Regions from separate parts of the Mus musculus genome. Here region 2 is linked to region 1. A link is a contact called in public HiChIP or PLAC-seq data. All regions are on one chromosome and are shown on one strand. Each heading gives the region's core, a stretch centred on a gene start, on an enhancer-like site or on the middle of the called end of the contact. The rest is flanking DNA. Distances are from core to core; before and after follow the strand shown.

Region 1 (6,384 bases), core at 961-3,460:
TTTATTAGGTATTTCGCTCATTTACATTTGCAATGCTATACCAAAAGTCCCCCATAGCCACCCACCCCCTCTCCCCTACCCACCCACTCCCCTTTTATGGCCCTGGCGTTCCCCTCATAACCCCTCTCTTGAAGGGTACACTGGAGGGAGATATGCACTTGCAGTAAACAGAAGAGGCAAGAAGCAAGTCTGGGGAAGTATCACCTCCTAGATGGGCTTCCTAAGAGGCCATGTTTCTGCTGGGCACTCCCTCTCACACTCCCGAGTGCGTTAGTAGCCGTGTTGTGAGCAGTTCTAGAGAGGCCAAGGGAGCTGTGGAGAGTCCTCCAGCCACAATTAGCAGGGAACGGTATCTTTAAATATATATATTTCGTTTGTTTATTTTTATTTTATTTTACATGGGGTGTTTTGCCTGAATGTATGTTTGTATATCACTACATGCCTGATGCCTGAGAAGGCCAAAAGACGGCATGAGATCCTTTGAAGCTGGAATTACAGATAGCTGTGAGCTGCCATGGGGTTACCGAGAATCTAGGACTAGAACTCAGGTCCTCTGAAAGAACATTTTGTCTTCTTCTTTTTTTTTTTCCTTAGATATTTTCTTCATTTACATTTCACATGCTATCCCAAATTTTGTCTTCTTAGCTGCTGGGCTGCTTAGCGTTTTGTTTGTTTGCTTTTTGTTTGTTCATTTTTCAACATGACAGAAGCTGGAGTCACCTTGGGAGAGAGAACCTCAATTGAGAAAATGACTCCATCTGATTGTCACGGAGGCAAGCCCTTGAGGCCATTTTCATTGAGGTGGAGGCCCAGCCGTGTGTGTGTGTGTGTGTGTGTGTGTGTGTGTGTGTGTGTGTGTGTGTCTGTCTGCCTGCCTGTGTGTCTGTCTGCCTGTCTGTGTGTCTGCCTGTGTGTGTGTGTCTGTCTGTCTGTGGGTGTGGTGCCCCCCCCCCGCACTCCCTCCCCCAGGAAGTATGAAAAGGCAAGCCATGGGGATGAAGCCAGTAAGCAGCAGCACCCCTCCATGGCTTTTCCTGTGTAGTTCCTGCCTCCAGGTTCCTGCACTACTTGAGTTCCTGGCCTGGCTCCCCTCAGTGATGGAGTATATGTGAAACTGTAAACTGAAATAAACCCTTTCCTCCCAAGTTGGTTCTGATCGTGGTGATTATTATAGACAATAGAAAAGCAAACTGGGATCTCTCCAAATCTACACCACGGATGGGTGTGTGGGTATCCTTAGAGCCATCAGAACCTCTGGAGCCAGAGTCACAGGCAGGAAGTGAGCTGCCCGATAGTGAGGCTGGGAACTAAACTTCGATCCTCTGCCAGACAGCAAGTGTTCTTAACTGCTGGTGAGGTTAATCACGCAGACAACTCTTATGACTGTGGACATTCCCAGCAGATCGTTACCTCAGCTCTGGCTGACGACTTGATTGCAACCTTGTGAGCTAAGGATCCTGAGGTAGGAGGCCCTGAACTCTACCCAGATTCCTGAACCACAGGATTTGTGAGGTAATACGTATGAGTGTGACAGGCCACTAGGTTTTGAGCCATTTTGTAAGGTAGTAATAAAGAAAATGTCATATTTCTCCAAATTCATGAAAAGATTGCCAGGAGCCTCAACCCCAGGAAGGCTTTTTGTAGAAAATTTCAAACAGACCTTGTACATTCTTTGTAAGAATTATGACTAAGGATTTGATATTTCTAGTGCTATCACAAACTTTATAGTTTTAAATTTTAATTTCCAATGTTTTGTTGCTGTTGTATACAAATACAATGGGTTTTTATGTATTGATCTCATATCCTGTGACCTTGACTAAACCCATGTACTGGTTCTAGCAACCTTCTTGGTGTGCTCTTCGAGTGTCTCTGCAGTGACTATAGAACCAAGTGATCCACCGACTGGAACAGGGAGGGCGGGAGAGACCTGCATGGAAGCAGTCCTTTGATTTGTTTTTGACAAGACTACAAAGGTGATTTTATTTTTTAATTAAAAAAACTTATTAAGTTTTCATTTTTTTGACATGTGTGGTTGTGTGTGGATGTGTATGACGTGGCATGCACATGGTGGTCAGGGGACTTCTGACAGAGTCAGTCCCCTCCTGCTACGTGGGTCCTGGAGATTCAACTCCCATTCTCAGACTTGGTGGCAGATGCCTTGCTCCACTGAGTCATCTTGCTGGCCCCAGAGGTGTTTTTCCAAAAAGATAGTATCTTTAAGGAGTGTTTCCTGGGGGCTACTGGACATTCCTATCTAGCAAAGCAAAGGGCTTTGTTTTGTACAAACATCAGCAAACTTCAACAAAACATTAGACACATGAGTGCATGTGACACATGCCTTAATGGGCCCAGGAGAGAAATGTAGATAGTTTTTAAGTTTCATAACTAAAATAGTATAGTTTGGGGAGGGGAGCAGGATTTCTCTGTGTAGCCCTGGCTGTCCTAGAACTTGCTCTGTAGACCAGGCTGTCCTGCCTCTGCCTTCTCTGTGCGGGGATTAAAGGCGTGGACCACCACTTGCACAGCCCTAAATTGTACACTTTTTTCTTTTTACATTTACTCTTTTACAAACTTTGTTTTGAGCTACATTTACTTGTGTGTGCCGGTGTGTGTATGTCTCATGGTGCACATGTGAAAGTCAGAAGACAGCCTATGGGTTCTGGAGGTTGAACTCCAGTCAACAGACTTACTTGACATCAAGCGCTCTTCCCTCTGAAATGGTCGGATCTGGCCCTTCCTGGTAGACCTGTTACCCTGGGGCTTCTCTAAAAAGAGAGGTGAGAGGCAGCAGAAACACTTATGAGAACACATTCGTTCAGTTGCTCTCTCTGCAGTCCTTATGTGGGGAGGTGGGAAGACAGTCATGACATGAAATGCACAAATGGACTGAACCTTTGGGAAAAAGGCCTCGAATCAGTCAGCAAAGAAACACTCCTGAAGGATCACAGCTCTTCCTGGGCCATCAGGCCCACCAGCGCTGCCTGTACCTCACCTGCCTGAGTTTGGGGCAGCAGACAGTCCTGAATGAGGGCCACTGCAGCTGCCTCTGTCAAGCTGCTGAAGTCCTGCGATGTTTTGACAGGGAGGTGGCCGGCCAGCTCACAGAGCAAATGTGTTCTCATGAGTGTTTCTGTTGCCTCTCACCTCTCAGAGAAGCCCCAGGGTAACAACACTAAATGCCCCACTTTCCTTTATTCCAAAGCTGGACTTCCGGGCCCATAGAATGACTCGGATCCCACTGAGGTCTGAGGTCCATGATGCCTGCCCGGGTGGAGCTCCCGGGTCACAAATAAGTTATGAACAATCTCACAGTCACTCAGGTAGTCAGTAGCTCCGCATACCCTGCTAATTAACGCTCCCAAATCAGGTCCTGGCCCACTCGTGTAAAAGAGAAAGCCAGGAGCCGGCAGGGCCTGCAGCAGATGGGTCAAGGGGTGTGCTTGGCGCTCCCTCCACAGGCAGTGGGTGGGCCAGGTAAAGATGGTTCGCAGAGGCCAGACCTCCCAGGCTGTTGAAGCCAACCTGGAAGCCTGGGTCAAGCTCAGTAGGACAGCTTCTAGCCCCACCCGTAGCACTCCAGGCAGCAGCCGTTGGGGAAGCCCATGAGCAGGTGCAGGCACCAGCAGCACATGACTCCAGGGAGCTGACATTGATCACTACAAGGACGTCCTCTTGCTTTGGAGCAGCTGGGCCATTAAGCTCCCTTTACACAAGGGAAAAGGACTTCTCTAGGTCGGATTTTATTGAAGTGAAACTGTTCCGGGCCAAACTCCTGCCTCACACTTTTGATATTCTGAGGGCGCCTCCTCTGTATCCCTTGCTCTATATGCGGCTGAGCTACAAACCCCACGGAACCAGGGAGGATTTGGGTCTGCAGATCTTCTAGGCGGTATCGAAACAGGCCCAGTTCCAGCTGCTGCCTCAGTGCAAAGCAGACTGCAGAGTCAAAGTGGGGTAGTGGTAGTGTGTCCACGGCACTACGTGAATTCCTTGGCCACTGAATTTCCTAGCCAACGAGATCCTCCTGGCCATAGACAAAGTCAGGGATGCCCTGTTTCTCCCAGTCCTCAGGATCTGGAGGCAGCAGATAGGAAGTCTCCTGTGAATGATGTGGAACAGCCACGAAGGCTACTCAATATGGTCTGGGCTGACCAATGGTGGCAGCTGCTCGCAAGGACGCGTCTAGGCAGTCTCAAGGCGGTGCTGAAGGCCCAGAGGGTTCCTAGAGAGCTGTTGGTCTTCAGTCTGAGTTGGCAGCTGGAAGGCGATGATTCTAATGTCATCAAAGGAACTCCTTTGTGGCAGGAACAGGAGGATACTTATCAGCAAGCCAAGGCAAACAGGCAAAAGCCGAGTTTCCAGCTTCAGTTTCCCTTTTGTACGGGTTGCCACCTGAGCACACTGCGCAGTGGGTTTTCGCACTTCAAATAAGCTGATCAAGAAAATCCCTCACAGGAGTGTCCAACAGTTTCCCTTCTACTTGACTCCAAATCCAATCAAATTGACCACCAAGATCACAGAATTCACGTTTCCTCCTCCGGAAGCTTGGAATCTTCACTTTTTCACACAGTGATATGTTCATTCATACTTGCATCTGATTATTATTTGAGAGGAGGGAAGGGCAAACCTTGGTCCCTAAAGCTGGAAGCTTTCAATTTGTGGGAAGAATCAAAGGAGGCACCTCAGCTGTGACGATAAAACAGCAGTGGGGAATCTGTGGACAGAACTGACCTCTAAATGCCCGAGTCGGGACACATCGCTGAAAATGAACTTGTTTGTAAAATGGAAGCCTGCCTTGTCAACTGTTCCACGAACGGGTGATAACTGCACAATCCAGTAAACACCTTCAAGAACCTCTTCTAGGGCAAGCTAAGCTTCTTCTAGAATTGGGACGGCGGCAGAGGCTGCAGCTCTTGTCCCGTGAGACAGTCCAGGACTGCCCCTACCCGCAGAGGGGCACCGGATCTCCTCCAGCCCGGGAGCGAGTATGGAGGCTACCCGCCTCCACCCAGAGCTGGGGTCTTCTGCACTTGCTTTAGGTGAGGCGGAGGCATCTCAAGGCTCTGTGCACAGGCTGGTCCTGGCAATTGTACACTTCCAAATATTGAAATAAAGATTAGAAACTGAGCAAATTAAGCAAAAATAATACTAGGATGAAAGTAGTGGATACATCTTATAAATTACTAGATGACAAAAAAGTAAAGCCCAGCACAAACTGGGCCATCCTAGCAAAGGTCAAAGAATGGAAAGGAAAAGAAGTGTCATGACTGCATGAGACACAGACCACCGAGAAACAAACCAGAGTAAGTTGTCACAATAAAACAAGTGGGTACACTTTCTCTGGGCTGGAGAGACGGCTCATTGGTTAAAGGTGCTTGCTACTCTCTCAGTTTCCCAGAACCCATGTTGGGCAGCTCACAGGGCATGCACACAGTGACACACACACACACACACACACACACACACACACACACAGAGAGAGAGAGAGAGAGAGAGAGAGAGAGAGAGAGAGAGAGAAAATTTAAAAAAGATTTAAAAATGTGTAACATTTCTTATTTCTTCTTTTGCATCTTATAAGATGAAGTCTCATGTAGACTTCTGGCTTCCTGCCTCAGCTTCCCGAGTGCTGGGATTTTAGGTGTGCCACCAGGGAACACTGTTCATTCCTCAAACAATGGAAGATTTTCATTTGGGAAAACACACAGCTGTTTGTTCTCTATTGAGGACACACATAAAAGACTAGATATGGTGGCACATGCCTGTGTTCCCAGCACTTAGAAAGTGGAGGCAGGGTCAGGAGTACAAGGTCATCTGTGGCCAGGTAGTGAGTTTGAGGTCAGCTTGGACTACATGAGTGCAAGTCTCAAAAGGAAGAAATAAAGGAGAAGAAGACACACGTAAAAACAAGCAAAGATTACAAATAAAAATTGGGAAGCTATACTAAGCAGATTCGGGGAAAAGAAAGCATTATGGAATTTTTTTATAATAGACAAATAGAATACAAAACAGCAAACATTTAATAAGACTAAGAGCAATATTTTATCATCATATAATGTATAATTCATGAACTTTTATGTACCCTCAGCAGTAGCAAAACAAAGACAGAAGATTAAATTGAAACACAGGGCTAAGGGAAGTCAGAAACTGTCCTGTCAGAGCATTTCCACTCCAATGCTCTCAAGCTCTTGCCTGTTTATTTAAGGTTTTTATAGTGATGGGTAATTTACATCTAACAGAAATCTATGCACATCAATGTGTTTACTGTTCTACTTTGTGTATATGTGTGGGTATATAATATATACACATGTATGTATATAACATATATTATTATTATAATATTACACTCATATATATATATATATATATATATATATATATATATAT
Region 2 (5,788 bases), core at 1,838-4,337, 51 kb after region 1:
AGGCCCTGAAGGGGGATAGGAATTCCACAGGAAGACCAACAGAGTTAAGATGCCTGTACCCTCAGGCCTCTCAGAGACTGAGGGCTGCCTTGATCCAGCCTCAGTGGGAGAGAGTGAGCCTAACCCTGCAGAGACTTGATGCTCCAGGGTGGAGAGAAACCCTGGGTGGGGCCCACCCTCTCAGAGGAGAAGGGGAGGGGGAATGGGAGAAGGGGCTCTGGGATGGGGGGACCAGGAGGGGGAGGTAGCGTTTGGGAAGTAAATAAATAAGAAAAAAAGAAAAAACCCCTCAATTTTAATTTACACATTAAGAAAACAAACACACAAACAACACAAAAAAACCAAAACAAACAAATAAACAAAGAAGGTGGGTAAGTTCGTTATTTGTCTAGTTGTGGAATTACAACAGAAGGCAAAAGGATGGCTTCTTACGCTTTTCTTGCCTTTATCTTTGCAGCACGAGCAGAGAATGTCCTGCGGAGCTTTTCTGGGAGCTGACTATCTGATTTTGGACCACCAGAACCTGTTGTATTTGAGGACTTTTCCATTTTCCCTACAAAGAAATAATCTGAACACACATAACATTAAGCTTTTAAGGTTATAATCCTCACGTTCTTATATTTGGACTAGACTCAAATGTCCTATGATTGTTGTGTAAAGTTTTGAATCCCTTTAAGAAGAAAGCAGTGTGCTTTTAGTGTTGTGTCCAGTTTGTACCCTTTCCATACTGAAATACCACATGCTATGTCAGAAAGACTGGACCTCTCCATAACCTCCTAATCCGTCTCCCTTTTGCCCATCTTTCTCCTTCTAGTCACTGTAGCACTGAAGTTAACTTGTCTTTTTGGGACACAGGGTCCCACGTAGCTTAGGCTGGTCTCAAATTCAATCTGTAGCAGACAGTAGCTTGAAGCTAAACCTCCTGCCCCAACACCCCATGTACACTGGGATTACAGATGATCACCACCACACCTGGCTCTTGAAGTTAGCTTTTTGGAGCAATAATTCAGGATTGGTCATTTTCCTCACAAACTCCTTACTGGCAGGGGATATTTTTCTGAGTGGAGAATTTTACACATTTTCTAAAGATTTTTTTTTGGTCCATTTTTTACTGAACACTTGTGAGACTAATCAAATTGCTTAACCTCTCCGTGGTTCCGTCCCCCTTTGGTGTTTTGATCAGTACGTAAGAGATTACTGATTCTACCAAAAAGTTTTTACTCTTTTAAGTATTACATTCCCGTCTGGATGAAGCTCCCCAAATTCTTACTCATATCTTCAAAATACCTTTTAAAAGGAAATTTCAGTAACACGTGTCTTCTTTATGCATAAAATAAAAATTTAATAACGATTGTACTTTTGTAGTAATGAGCATAAGTGATATTTTTAGTTAGCTGCTGTGACTGTAAATGGTTTGAAAATACCTGCTTTCTATTGGCGACACTCGCAAGTACTGCTAATACTAAGGTTTGTTGCCTACACCGTACTTAAATGCTAAAGTTCAGTTAGAGTTTAGTGAAGGTGAAATTGTCATTTCCTTCTTTTCCTAGTTCACATACCCCCGCAACTCCTGGCATTAAGCAAGCGCTTTGGCTGTAACTTATCATCACCATGCTTCCCACTTCTAAGATGTTACCTTACTGATGCAGACAGAGCCTTCCGAGTCTATTCAGTATTTCTCCTCAGGGTCTGGAGATGGAGATGGCTCGGAACACACAATTCTGTTGAGAAGGGGGAAAAAAAAGCCGCTCGTAACATTTGGAAGTTGGTCCGGCAGTAGGCTGAGCTCTAGGGCTTTCTCCTCCCTGAAACTTTCGAACACCGCAAAGTCCCGCTTTAAAAAAAAAAAAAAAAACCAAAAAACTTTGACCACAAATCACTGAACTAAAGCTCCGATACTACATACTACGACAAACCTAACTTCTTACCGAAGCGCTCCAGCTTGTCCCAGACGCGCGGCGCGCCTTTTCCTTCTCTCTCTCTCTCTCTCTCTCTCTCTCTCTCTCTCTCTCTCTCTCTCTCTCTCTCTCTCTCTCTCTCTCTCTCCCTCAGCGAATAAAAACCCCCCTAATTTCCTTAAGGACAGGTGTGTCCCAATCAGTCTCTGGGTAAAAGGACAAGTGACCTTACACTGAAAAAATCTCCGCATCTCCAGGACGCCCGCCCACAGGGCTTCTTCCATTTTCTGTCGAATTAGGACAGAAACGAAATATGAAATACGCCGTCTTTATCGGACCCGCTAGTGTTCCCTGAGGCTAGCGCTGAGATTTCAAGAGGCAGCCTACCTGGAGTTGAATCCTAGCCTTAGATTTTTCACAGCCTTGGACGCTCGGCCGTGACAATTGTGCCCATAGACTTGGGTGGAAAAAATGAAATTATTAAACCAGCGACAACGCCAGTTTTTCTCGCAAATAGCCAAATACTGCCATTTTACGTCTACAAGTATTAAATGGGACCAATATTTGATTGTCAGATTTACACTTTAGTACTTTAAAAAGAAAAACACCGGTACCGGTCATTTTTTCACAAGTAAGCGACATGTTACATTTAGTTTAAACGTAAAACTTAAGGACCGTTCAGCGCAAGGTAAATTCTTTAAGGGAAAAACCTTTTATGAGGTAAATCGATGCCCCAAGGTCGGGTCGATCCGCTGCTTCTCCCTAAGAGACTGGTGCAGTTTACCCTCGTCCGTCGGGCGCCACCGCCTGGCTGCCTCAGCGTGCAGGATTCTCAACCCTCGCAGCCGGAGCCTGGCAGTGGAGGCGAAAGCCAGTCCCCGGCGCGGCAGGGAGCCAGAGAACCGCCTTCTTCTCACCACAGCGTGCGGCCGCCCACACGGACCTGCAGCCTTTTGCCGCCTAGCAACAGCCTGCAAGGAGGCAGGACTGTCTAGGAGGCGGGGTTTGAATTTGTTAGGTTCCCGCGCGCGCCTCTCGGTTGCTAAGCAACGCGACACGCCACCTAGCGGCGCAGGCCGAGCTTTTGGCGGGTTAAGCTGGCGTCACAGCATCATCTCGTGCTCGCTCGTGGTCAAGGGAATCAGGATCTAACCCGGCCACCGTAGTTGCCTTTTTTATAGTGGGAGGGGCCAAGGGAGGGGTGACCCTGCCGGAGCCGCGGCTGCCAGCGACATGTTCAAGGTGAGAATGTGGAGCCGGGTCACAGCTGTCATTGTCCCCTCTCAGCCTCCAGGAGCCCTCCCCACGCTCCCGGGCGTCTTTTTGGGGACCAGACTCGGTTCCTCCTGAGGCCTTTTTCACCTCCGGGCTAAATTCTGGCTTGGCGGCGGTTCATTCAGCACTCGGTACCAGCACCTGTGAGGTTGTGGAGTGAAACCCTAGATTGGTGGGATCGGCCCTTTGAGCTCTCTCGCGAATGAAACACTTTGAAAAGTTAAAACGCCTCTATCGTGCCCACCTCCTCGGCTAATGCCCTTTTGGGGTTGTGGGGAGGATGAAGCCAGGTCTGGGCGCTGCAGGGTTTGTGGCTTTGGTTGCTTGGCAGGATCAAGTTTCAGAACCTGGCCCGTGGGTGGGGGAGGGTCAGCTTCGGAGGATGTCGGGGATGCTGGCTTGGGGCGGGGCGGGGGGGTCTCTCTCTCTCTCCCCCTCATCCCCCCCTCTCTCCCTCCCTTCCCCTCCCTCCCCCTCCCTCCCCCTCCCCCCCTCTCTCTCTCTGTGTGTGTGTGTGTGTGTGTGTGTGTGTGTGTGTGTATGTAGCTGGAGCTTTACTGCCCAGTGAGCATTAGTATGAAGTCGACTCTTCTCCCCTCTTACAGTTTTTTCGAACTGTCCTCCATAAGATGGACATTTACAGTGAAGACTTTCAAAAACCTGTATTTTAGCATAAATTATTCTTTCTTAAACGGCAAATATATTTTGTCATTAAAAAAACCCCACAGGCTGTGCACACCTTTAATCCCAGCACTCAGGAGGCAGAGGCAGTGGATAAATTCATGAAGATGAGTTCGAGGATAGCCTGGTTTACGTAGCGATTTCCAGGACAACCAGTGTTACATAAAGTTTCTGTCTTAAAAAATAGCCACAGGCAGCCAGAAATCTACAAAATCAAGTCTCAAGAAACACAATATTTACAGAATGGTGCTAATGAAATTTCAGACTTGTGCTCCTCATTTCAAAGTTTCTTGCAGCTGCGGTGGGTGTTTGAGGCACAATAGTAAGGGCTGCAAAATGAGACCATGGCTTCTGCCTTCCAGTGCTGTGGTATTGTCAGTTACTAGCTATATGATAATGGACATGTCACTTAACTCCACTTAACTGCCTGTTCCCCCCCCCCCCCATTGTGAAATTAGGGTAATAAAGTCTAACTGTTAAATACTGAGGGGAATTATGTCACTAAATGCAGAGGAAGGATGGACACTGAACTCATAGATTTGTTGGCTCAGCAATGCCATCAGGGTTTACTATGGCATTTACTATGGCATTGTTGGTCTTCCTTATGGTTTCAAGATGACTGACATAACAGTACTTTCTTATTCACTAGGGGAAGAGGAGAGGATAAAACTCCCAAGCTTGGAGTATGTTTTTTCTTCAGGTCTGATTGGACCAGTATGGGTCAGGTGTCTGTCACTAGCCTCATTGCAGTTGCCAGGGAATGCTAGTCTCTGGTTAGCTTAGGCTAACAGGACCACTGCGTAAGCACAGGGAAAAGGAATGGCTTCATGAAAAGGTGTAATGGAAACTGGATCTGCAGCCAACAATGCCCATGTCGGGTATGTTCAGATAAGTTTGTGCAAGTGTGCACTGACTTTGGCTCTTTGAAAATCTTTCATGATCCTGATACATTTAATTTATTGATGGACATGAAAGATTAGCATAGCTTTATGACTCAGATAAAAAATGCGATTGTAAAACAATGGTTCTCACTGACTGGTACTACCCACTTTGAGGATGTTTTGGAAATTCCAGGGGTTCTTTGTGTCTTTAGTTGTGTTGAACATCTGTTTTATTTTTTATGTGTATTAGTGTTTTGCCTGCATATATGTCTGTGTACTACATACTTGCCTGGTACCTACAGAGGCCAGAAGATGGAATATGATCCCCTGGACCTAGAGTTACAAATGTTTGTTAGATACCATGTGGGTGCTGGGAATGGAACTTGGGTCCACTTCTGCCAACACCGGGCCCCTATCTGGTGCAGACCCTTGCAGGCCTATGCATGATGCCATAGTCTCTGTGAGTTCACATGTGTGTCTATCATGCTTTGCTTAGAAGGCCCTGTTTCCCTGAGGTCCCCATTCCTGTTGGTCCTTACAGACTTTCCTCCTCCTCTTCTACAGGGTTCTCCGAGCCCTGAGGGGAGGGTTTTCATGGAGACATCCCATTTAGGACTGACTGGTCCAAGATCTGTCACTTTCTGCATATTGTCCAGTTGTGGGTGTCTATATGTGTTCCCATCCATCTGCTGTAGGGCGAAGCTTCTTTGATGATGGTTGAGCAAGACACTGATCTATGAGTATAGCAGAATGTCATTGGGAGTCATTTTATTGCTACATTCTTTAGCAGAACAGTAGTATTTGGATTTCTGCTAGATCCATGGGGCTATCAAGTCTCAGGTTTTTGGGCAGCTGGGCAGTGTCAGGTATGGGTTCCACCTCACGGTATGGGCCTTAGTTCTAATTAAATATTGGTTGGTGACTCCCACAACTTTTGTGCTGCTATTGCACCAGCTTGTCTTGCAGGCATGTCACCATTATAGATCACAGGGTTTGTAGCCAGGTTGGTATTTATCTTTCTCCTCTGGTAGTGGTATTTATCTTTCTCCTCTG

Evidence for each region. HiChIP or PLAC-seq counts read pairs in DNA pulled down with a chosen protein or histone mark.
Region 2: a contact with region 1 is called in an H3K27ac HiChIP or PLAC-seq map of trophoblast stem cells, with 11 read pairs. The contact joins the promoter of Apoo here to the enhancer-like site in region 1. A contact is called at or near these places in 8 of 39 promoter capture datasets (the 3T3-L1 cell line, 3T3-L1-derived adipocytes, embryonic stem cells and 4 more), 1 of 15 datasets of contacts at CTCF or cohesin (embryonic stem cells), 4 of 484 Hi-C or Micro-C datasets (bone marrow-derived dendritic cells, brain, embryonic fibroblasts and 1 more), 4 of 115 datasets of contacts at active chromatin or transcription factors (embryonic stem cells and trophoblast stem cells) and 3 of 9 other capture datasets (adipose tissue, liver and pancreatic islet).

What each region holds. Positions count from the first base shown.
Region 1 is chrX:94,314,336-94,320,719 of GRCm38.p6, forward strand. It overlaps the pseudogene Gm14826. Among named protein-coding and RNA genes, the nearest start is that of Mir7673, 43 kb to the left of the region's middle. Within about 2 kb of position 2,211, at least 4 of the 459 cell types and tissues checked have an H3K27ac peak or open chromatin away from gene starts, as enhancers often do. A contact at or near this core is called in trophoblast stem cells, where this site is marked.
Region 2 is chrX:94,364,023-94,369,810 of GRCm38.p6, forward strand. It overlaps Apoo (apolipoprotein O), which reads left to right and starts at 3,088. Exons shown (of 9, transcript NM_026673.4): 1 at 3,088-3,140. The coding sequence starts at 3,132. It overlaps Fam90a1b (family with sequence similarity 90, member A1B), which reads right to left and starts at 2,755. Exons shown (of 10, transcript NM_001362881.1): 1 at 2,609-2,755; 2 at 1,637-1,721; 3 at 433-568. The coding sequence starts at 548.